2 separate regions of the Gossypium hirsutum genome follow, and region 1 is linked to region 2. The links are chromatin contacts, called in public Hi-C maps. All regions are on one chromosome and are shown on one strand. Each heading gives the region's core, a stretch centred on a gene start, on an enhancer-like site or on the middle of the called end of the contact. The rest is flanking DNA. Distances are from core to core; before and after follow the strand shown. Region 1 holds the start of LOC107903705 (WAT1-related protein At3g28050). Region 2 holds the start of LOC107903978 (putative potassium transporter 12).

What was found. A called contact is a pair of places that touch in the nucleus more often than the background predicts.
Region 1: a contact with region 2 is called in a Hi-C map of leaf, with 1.9 times the contacts expected there. The contact joins the promoter of LOC107903705 here to the promoter of LOC107903978 in region 2. A contact is called at or near these places in 8 of 34 Hi-C or Micro-C datasets (callus, leaf and petal).

Annotation. Positions count from the first base shown.
Region 1 is chrD05:47,302,109-47,307,221 of Gossypium_hirsutum_v2.1, forward strand. LOC107903705 (WAT1-related protein At3g28050) reads left to right here and starts at 2,617. Exons shown (of 9, transcript XM_016829849.2): 1 at 2,617-2,708; 2 at 2,814-3,052; 3 at 3,148-3,210; 4 at 3,309-3,422; 5 at 4,406-4,637; 6 at 4,741-4,899; 7 at 5,010-5,113. The coding sequence starts at 2,871.
Region 2 is chrD05:46,861,274-46,866,640 of Gossypium_hirsutum_v2.1, forward strand. LOC107903978 (putative potassium transporter 12) reads left to right here and starts at 2,686. Exons shown (of 9, transcript XM_016830215.2): 1 at 2,686-3,541; 2 at 4,161-4,389; 3 at 4,488-4,736. The coding sequence starts at 3,278.

The sequences.
Region 1 (5,113 bases), core at 1,367-3,866, 440 kb after region 2:
GGTGCAAAGTATGCTTAGTAGCTCTAAGCTACCTAAGTCCTTACAGATTAAAGCTCTTAAAACGACTATGTATATATTAAACCGAGTTCAACCAAGGTTGTCCCAAAGACACCTTTTGAGTTATTCAAAAGTTGGAAACCGAGTTTACGACATATACGTGTATGGGGATGCCCATCTAAAGTAAGAGTTTATAACCTGCAAGAAAAGAAACTAGACCTAGAGACCATTAATTGGTATTTCATTGGTTATGCCGAAAGGTCCAAATGATACAGATTCTATTATCCATCTCATAACACAAAAATTGTGGAATTGAGAAATGTAAAATTTCTTGAGAATGACTCAATCAGTGGAAGAGATCTATCTCGGGACAAGATTCTCATAGGACAACCTTTCACTTCAGGTGAGAGATTGGTTATCATACAAAACATCCTTCAAGCTCAACCAGGTGTTGAACAACCAATCAATGAAAATCTGCAAGCTATTGAAAACACTCTAGTAGATCAAGTTGTTAAAGAATAGACAAATTCCATGAAAAGTAATGATGTTGGGGATCTTGTGTCGTTGCCTGAAAGGGTAAAAACCATTGGATGTAAAAGAGTCTTCAAAATAAAAAGAGACTCAATGGGCAACATAGAAAGACATAAATTTGGACTCGTTGTGAAAAGATTCACTCAGTGAAAAGGAATCGATTATACTTAGACTTTTAGTCCTATATCTAAGAAAGATTCAGTGCGCATTGTGTTAGTAGTAATAGCTCATTTTGACCTTGAGTTGGAACAAATGGATGTGAAAATCGTCTTTCTCAATGGTGACCCAAAGGAAGAGGCATACATAAAACAACCTGAAGAATTCTCCTCCAGTGATGGTGAACAGTTGATATGCAAGGTAAAGAAGTTCATATATAGATTGAAACAAGCCTCCCGACAGTGGTATTTAAAATTTCATGTAGTTACCTCTTCGTTTGGTTTTGTTGAAAATATCGTGGATCAATGCATATACCAGAAGGTTAGCAGGAGTAAAATATGTTTCCTTATTCTATATGTGGGCGATATTTTACTTGCAACAAATGATAGAGGTATGCTACATGAGGTGAAACAATATCTTTTTAAAAATTTTGGTATGAAAGATATGGGTAATACGTCTTATGTCATTGGCATTAAGATTCATCGTGATAGACATCGTGGTATCTTAGGTTTATCTTAAGAAACCTATATGAACAAAAGTTTTTGAAATATTTTGGATGAAAGATTATTTACCGAGTGCTGCTCCTATCGTGAAGGGTGATAAGTTCAATTTGAACAAGTGCCTGAAAAACGAATTTGAGATGAAGCAAATGAAAAACATTCCACATGCTTCTATTGTTGGAAGCCTGATGTATGCTCAAATCTGTACAAGACTTGATATTGCATTTGTAGTTGGAATGTTGGGAAGATATCAGAGTAATCTAGGTATTGACCACTGAAGAGTTGCAAAGAAAGTTTTGAGATATCTTAAAGGGACAAAGGACTACATGCTTACGTACAAACGATCAGACAATTTGGAGGTGATTGGCTACTCCGATTCAGACTTTGTCAGTTGTGTTGATTCACGTAAATCAACATCAGGTTACATATTTATATTTGCTGGCAGAGCTATATCTTAGAGGAGTATCAAGCAGACCTTAGTTGCTACTTCCACTATGAAGGTTGGGTTCGTTTCATGTTTTGAGGCTACCTCACATAAAGTATGGTTAAAGAGTTTCGTTTCTAGGTTTAGACTTGTGGATTTGATTCCTAGGTCGTTGATGATATATTGTGACAATTCAGTTGTTGTCTTTATGGCTGTAAACAAAAAAAAGTGGAAGTCGAAGTAAACATATCGACATTAAGTATTTAGCCATAGGGGAACATGTTAAAGAAAAGAAAGTGGTCATTGAGCACATTAACACTGAGCAAATGTTAGGTGATCTTTTGACTAAAGGCATGCCACCATACAAATTTAAGGATCATGTTGTCACTATGGGACTTGTTCCCACATTGTAAATTTTCGTTAGAAGAACGATTATAAAGAAACTCTATTAAGTTTGATATTTCTCATATTTTGTGTGCACATTAATTTTATTATTTTGAAAAATGTCACTAAAGTTTAGACCTGGAATAAATATTGGGTTTATTCATTAAGAAATTGGGCTAAAACGTTGAGACATTATATATTGTGATACATGGAAGATACTACTCAAATTTTAAGAGAAAATATTGTCATGATTCATGCATTATGATACATGGGAGAATGTTGGAATTGTCTTTTGGTTCGTGGGAATGACCCCACGTTTTGCAACCCACTACTTTCATACTTTTGCTTGTGTGATAGTGGGAAATGTAATTGGTGATTTTTTACGAGAAATCACCACTATAAATACCAATTAAGCTTAAAGTTCCTACGTATCGAAAAAATAAAAACTAAAAATATTTCAACTAATGAAATTTTTTAATGCTTAAAAGATAGCTGTTTTCAACTTTTTATACAACTAAAATCGACGGCCTCAACGATGATTTGACGTACTCAACATGCTACATCTTTTGTGTTGTAGTATAATATTTAAATCATTATTTATGCTCACACAAGAATCTAGGTATTGGGTAAGGAGGCAATGACGAAAGGAGCTATGTCAGCCGCGACTTGGACTCGTTGCTTGTCGTCTATAACTCCTTGTTGGTAGCTATGGCTGCGTATGTATTTTAAATATAAAAGGACTTTAAAATTGATATTAATAACTAAAATTGAAATGAAAGTGTCCACTTATTTGCTTCACAATCCAACTACTTAAAATTCAGTCCTAGGAAGGAGGTGGCACAGAAGTTGATCGCAAGAACTGAAATTGGGTCTGAAGAATGAGGAAGGAGATGATTGGTTTGCCTATTGTAGGGATGGTAATGGCAGAGGTTGCTCAAGTTGGACTCATGATAATGGGCAAAGCAGCAATGTCCCATGGGATGCCCAACTTCGTCTTTGTTTTCTATTCCAATGCTCTTGCCTCTCTCATTCTCCTCCCTGCTTCTTTTCTCTTCCACAGGTACCGTTCGTTCTCTCTCTCTCTCTCTCTCTCTCTCTCTCTCTCTCCATAATTCCCATTTCACTATCTCCTTTGATTTTCCGTTTTCCCTGCAGGTCACACCGTCCTCCACTCACTTTCTCTATTCTTTGTTGGTTTTTCTTGCTTGGCCTTCTTGGGTATGTAAGATTAATGGAAATTATGATGTGGGTTTTCAGTTACATAACTATGGATTTGAGGGCTTTCATTCATATTTTACATGGTATTTGGTATGCAGTTGCTTTGCCCAGATTTCTGGGTATGCTGGGATATATTATAGCTCGCCTACTCTGGCAACTGCCATGCTTAATCTCATCCCAGGTCTCACCTTCATCCTTGCTGTTGCTTTCAGGTTATTATCTCTTCTCCTATCGTTGTGTGTAATACTCTGATCAATCTGATAACTAAAGGATAAAGTATATGTGGACGATGGGATGCAAGGCCATTTAATCTATTTACTCTTTACTTCCCCTGAAGTACCACTTGTATCCAACACATATTTATACATAGGTTTGACAGAAAAAATGAGCATACCCTTTCGGGCAATCCTGGTATTCCAGTTTGTAAAAGGGTCAATGGTTGGAACTGAGTTTGAAGTAATATGTCTGCAGCCATTTTGTTTGTTTCTATACCTCATAAATTCTCTTGGGATTGTTTTTGTATTTAAGAAATATGGTTGCTTAGAGGAAACAGATTGCAGTCCCTAGGAGGTTGCCTGCTCTTACTCTTACTGAAGTGGGAAATTGGGAACTTATTTAAGTGACAAATTTGTTTGATCTCCTTGCACAAATAGTTATCAATTCATCTCCTTTATAGGCTTCTTACAACTCAGGTTCCTCTTGATGATGGTTTTCGCTGCTTTTCGTTCTCATTTTGAGATCCTGTTGGCAAGGACTAATATGAATTCCTTTTAGCCAGCAACTGATATGATCAATGTAGACCTTGCGTTAAGTATTGTTTGATATTGCATTCTTATTTGTATAAGTTGAATCCGGGTGATAATGTGATAACGCGGTGTAGATATCTGGAAGTTCCAGGTTGATTGTTGTGGAGGGTTTTTTTTTTTTCTGAAAAAGATTGGAAGATGTTTGAGAAGAATACTATACTTCTACAATTGATGTCATTGGGCTTCCTGTTTCCATCCAATCATTTTTCTGTTCTTTTGTCTCTAATTATATGTCATTGCTTGAGCTGTGAATGAACTTAATTGACTACTTGCATTTTTCATACTTGTGGTGCACAAAGTATTGAAGTGCAGTTCTGTACTAATGTAACAGTAGATGTGTAAAATATATGTTGTAGATAGATTTAAGTTGATGAATTTGGTGATTTCAGGATGGAAACACTGAATTTGAGAAGTAGCACTAGCCAAGCCAAATCACTGGGAACCATAGTGTCAATTGCTGGGGCATTCATTGTTACTTTCTATAAAGGCCCCTCACTTTTGATGGCACCCTCACATTCAAGCTCACCTCATCTACTTCTGGGGCAGCAGTCTAATTGGGTCATTGGAGGATTTCTCCTTGCAGCTGATTGCGTGTTTGCTTCTGCCTGGCTTATTGTACAGGTCCAATCCTCTTCTTTGTATCTGTGTAGAAAGTTGAATCAGGTTTCATTGTGATTTCTTACTTTTAAGAGAAAGGAAATGATTTGTGCTCCTTAACTTTCAGGCATCAGTTCTTAAGAAATTCCCAGCTGAGCTTTTTGTTGTCTTCTATTATTGCTTCTTTGTCACCCTTCAATCGGGAATAATCTGTTTGATCATGGGAGGAGATCTTAGTGCTTGGAGCTTTAAACCTGATGTGAGATTGGTTGCTGTTATATACTCAGTAAGTGGTCAGGGTCCGAAATATTCGTTACTACACAATTTTGCAGTTCAACTGCATGCTTATCCTAATTTGCACCTAGTTAATCAAGAGCTTTAATGTGGGAATTGTAGGCTGTGTTTGGCTCTGCATTCCAACTTGGGGTTTCTACCTGGTGTATGCATCGGACAGGTCCTGTTTTTGTTTCCATGTTCAAGCCTTTGGGAATTGTTGTTTC
Region 2 (5,367 bases), core at 1,436-3,935:
ACAAAGTAAGCATATTATGCATAGTAAGTTCGTATAACGGGAAAATTGACTTACCATTCCTATTCATTTAAAATAAGCATACAAAGTACATCCAAATCAAATTAATCAATAACCTAGCACATATACATCCTCAAGCAAGTTAGTCATATATTTCAAATGCATTTTAAGTAAGTAACAGAGATGAGCTCATCGTATAAACATTTTCATATATTTTCAGGAAGGTACAATTATTATTTCATTCAGACCTTATCTTAACTTATATCAAAACTTTGCTCGTTAAACCTTATGAAATATCGATAGACATCGGGTAGTATACATGAAGTGTACGAATCTATAATTCGTCAATTCATATTCAGGAGTGTCCATAAGAACACTTAACGGGAAGCACTCTCTCGAGCCATACAACGGGAAGCTCATGTGAGCCATGAAACGGGAAGCTTATCCGGACTTTATAATGGGAAGCTCATAAGAGCCATATTCAGAAAGCTCATGCGAGCCAATATCGGGTAGCTCCGAAGAGCCATTAATAGGAAGCTCCAAATAGCTTAATATTGGGAATTTCAAGTGAACCTTATCAGGAAGCTCACAAAGAGCCATAATCGGGAAGCTCATAAGAGCTGTGGTGTGTCCACAACACATGTAGGATCACACCCAATCGGGATGCTCCTAAGAGCTATTAACGGGAAGCTTGTAAGAACAATATAACGGGAAGCTTAAGATGACTAATAACAGGATGCTCTTCCGAGCTGTGTTGTGTCCACAACATATGCAGGACTACAATCAATACGAGAAACTTGTATCTATCGATTTTCATTTGTTCAAACGGAACTTAACATTTATCGAGCATTTTCAAATATTTAATCAATTTCATATACATGGAAATTATTAAATTCACATATATAACATTTAATTCAAACATATAAATGTACACAATTTAGTTACATGAACTTACCTCGTCACTTGCTCGTATATGAAAATCTACTAATCTGATACTTTTTCTTTTCATTGATCTAACTCTTTATTTGATCTTTCTGGATCTATATAAATGAATTTAACAACAATTTAACACATTTCATATTCAATTCAATCCAATTCACATCCTAAGCAAAATTACCATTTTGCCTCTATACTTTTAATAAATGACGATTTCATCACTAGGATCAGAAAATGAAATTCATGCAATTTAATCCTTATTCCAAGACTAACTGAATTTTTCATATAACAATAACAGTCCATGTATTTCACAAAATTCAGAATTTTTCCATGAATTTTACATCTTTTTAATTAAATCCCTAAATCACAATTTCATGAAAATTTCATTTACAAAAGTTGTTTATCTATCAACAACCTTTCATTTTTTACCATAAATTTCAAAATTTTAGCATACTTATCCATGGAAAAATTTTAATACTTTGATAACTTTGCAAATTGATCCCCAAAATAGATAGATTAAGTTATTATGATCTAGGAAATGTAAAAATTTCTAAAAAGGTGACATGATTACTTACGCAATTAAGCTTGCTTGAAGTTCTCTCTTAATTAGGGTTTCCATAGAAAATTTTGGGGAAGATGATGATATAAAATGATACTTTTATCTTTTAATTAACTATCATCTTTTATTTTTCCCACTTTCCAATTTAGTCCTTTTCTTTTCTTAAATTTCCATGGATGAATCATCATAAATATCTACTAACTTCTCTTAATGGTCTATTTTCCTTACAAGGACCTCAAATTTTGAATTCTATAGCTATTTAATCCCTCTAGCTAATAGAATTCAACTTTTGCACTTTATACAATTTAGTCCTTACTGACAATTAAACATGAAATCAGTAAAATTTTCTTATCAAAATTTTCATACGTCTTTCCTATCATAATGCAGACCATGCATTAATATTAAAATAAAATTTCTTCCTGACTCAGATTTGTGATCCCGAAACCACTGTTTCGATTTCACTGAAAAACGTACTGTTATAGAGAACAAGTGAATAAATCGTTTAATTCAGATTTAGAATAGTATGTGAAGTCTAGGTGGATTCTTTCCTGAGTATTGTCTTTCTTAGTTAAATTAGATTAGTAAATTTAGATTAAAAACAATCACCCCAATTTGTCGGCTAAATAATAGAAAAACGGTAATTACTAGTACTTTTAGTCCTCGTGGATACAATATTCCCTACTCACCATAACTATACTATTGTTCGATAGATGCGCTTGCCTTAGTCGTATTTATAGTTAGTTTAGTGACCATCAAATACTCTTTTGAAAACTTTCAAGTTGATCAAACAAATTTTCAATTTTAGACAAAGGATAATTTATTATTTATATTAATACATATTTTCATTTAATATCCTTATTATTTTTATTCTCACCTCATCATAACAATTGTAATTAATTAATTTTAATTTTATTATTATAATATCTAATTTCATCTTTAAAGTAATTAATTTTACTGCAGTCACTATTTTAATATTATCGAAATGTATCCCACCCTCGTTCAAATGAACCATTAGGTTTAAGATGTAGCATGTGGAGTAAGGAAGGAAACATAAATTTGTCTTTGTCCCACCATTGCTGCAATTATCCGCCAATAGCATTCCTTTTATAGGTTATACTGGAAGGTCGTTTCTTTGTGTTTATCATCAAAACACTGCGATTAAATTAAAATTGAAATAAATCGAATTTTGAACATGACCTTTTTTTTAGCACAAAACCCAGAATATAAAACAAATAACTCAATGAGTCGTTGATTGCCTTAATCCTTTCATCGTCACCAAAAGCCAGCCAAGACAGCAACGCTTAACATTACTTGTAATAATCATCCTACTCAACAGTTACATTCTTCCTTTTTTTTTTGTCTGAAATTCTTGGCATCCCTTAATTACATTGTGTCAGACTCCCACGAAAAAGTAATCCCCCGGCAAAAAAAAAAAAAAACATTGAACTTAGCCGTGTATATCCTTTTATTCTTAAAAATTATATTTAGTAGCCTTTGCTGTCCTATCCTAACTAATAATTGCTCTGGTCTCTGCAATAAGTTCAGAAGGGGACCCACTGAAGGAGTTAAGAACAACACCCCCATATCAAGTTATTGACCTTAGGAGAAAACAGGAGACTGAATCCTGAGACTGAAGAAGAAGCACTAGACATACGAAGGGTAGTATTTTCTTTTTTCTTCACAAAGATTTGATTGGCTGAGGCTTTTCTTATCTTATCCTCCAGAAAAAAAGGAAGTCTTTTTACAGACAAGGAGGCCCTTTTTGAAGTGGGTATTCGAGGGGATATGGAAGAAGAAGATCGGATTGAAGAGAGTAGCCGCGTGAGACTGAGGGGTAGAACTTTCAGTGGTGGAGGGGTGAACGAGTCAAGGTGGGTGGATGGTAGTGAGGTGGACTCAGAGTCACCTCCTTTGTCATTGTTTGATGATAACGAAGCCAAAGAAGGGTATGGATCTTTGAGGAGGAGACTGGTTAAGAAGCCCAAAAGAGTTGATTCATTTGATGTTGAAGCCATGGAGATTGCTGGTACTCATGGTCACCACCCTAAGGTATTGAATTTGTTTTATCTCCATTTCGTGAAGATTCTGCACTTCGAAGATATTTGCATATGATAATGCTTTTTGTTTCTTTTACTCTTCAATGTTAATTCTTGGAACAGCTCTATTTTTCAACTTCTGATATATACTCTTCTGATATATAAATGAGTTCAGCAGTGGGAAGAGATTCATTAGACTCATTGCTCTAGCAAGTGCTGTGATTGAAGGGTCCTCAAGTTTCTGTTATATTCATTTGGCTCAACTTGGCTCATTTATGACTTTTATATGGACTACAAATTTGGGCAAGTTTTTTCTTGTTGGTATATAGAGAAAATAGTGTCTTTCGATCAACGGTTGAGAGGAATTAGTACCTAAACCTTTACTTTCTAGAGGAGAAAATGATTAGGGTCCAACAGACTATAGCTAGGGAATTATACAAGTTGTTTTTCTTTCGTTAGTGATTAGCTTTTTATACTGAGAATGCATGTATTTCTGTCATTGAAAGTCAACTACGGACCTTATAGTGTCTTCAATAACTTAAAAGAATTGTTTTGTCATTTTTGCGAATGAACTTATTTCCATTAAGCTCAACTATATTCTCTTACTAAAATGTAGTACTTTAATCAATCAGGACATATCCACTTGGCGCACTCTTGCATTGGCCTTTCAAACACTCGGGGTTGTGTATGGTGACATGGGCACAAGCCCTTTGTATGTTTTCAGTGATGTCTTCAGCAAAGTCAAAATAGAATCAGAAGTGGATATCTTGGGTGCTTTATCACTGGTGATGTATACAATAGCTCTACTCCCCTTGGTAAAATACGTGTTTGTAGTGCTTAAAGCCAATGATAATGGGGAGGGTAAGGGCTTTTCATAGTAATCCTCTTATTCTCCATACTTTTTACTGGATATTTTGAAGATCATATACATGTTAACATATAAATTGATGCAATTGTAGGGGGAACCTTTGCTTTGTACTCACTGATTTGCAGGTATGCGAAGGTCAACATGCTGCCAAATCGTCAACCGGCAGATGAACAGATATCAAGTTTTAGGCTCAAACTGCCTACTCCAGAGTTAGAAAGGGCTTTAAGCATAAAAGAGACTTTGGAAAGGAGATCATCCTTGAAGACCCTCCTGTTGCTATTGGTCTTGATGGGAACTTCCATGGTCATAGGGGATGGTATTCTGACCCCCGCAATATCAGGTAGATAGATGTGTACCAATCTTCCATTTAAGTTAACAAAATCAAATTTTAAACAAGTATTGCAATTTCTGTCTTTGCTTTTTCTGTGACTGGTATTTGATGCTTTGAACCTGAATGTTGTCTTTGTTAGTTGCATTAAAATTTGTCTCACAACTATTTAGATTTCATGATGTCTTAAGTATGGCAGCTTCTTCTAATTCATGTGATTCAAGAAAATGCTTTGTAACTCATGGTTGAATAACTTAATAGATTCTACCTTAGAAAATGAAAAAGATTTGATACAGTCCATTAGTTCCATGTGACAGTTGTTGGGGCAGACCTCAAAATTTTAATATGCTATGAAGAGAGCAAGCTTCTATTATCTTTAGTAGACATCATTTGGAGGGTCATCCATGTAATGTGAGTATTGGAGCATAATGGATTCCTTACGGAGAATCGGTTTGCAAATTCTGCAATTATATAGACAAGATAATTTCTTGCAAGTTTTATTGGAGGATATTCAAACCTTGAAATGTGTTGAATCTGAAGCTTAAGTTGAATTTTAAGATAAAGACTTTACAACCTTTTCTGTGAACAAGGTTCCCTGGCCTGGGTTTACATGTAGTTAAGTTCTACTCTGCTTATGCATCTT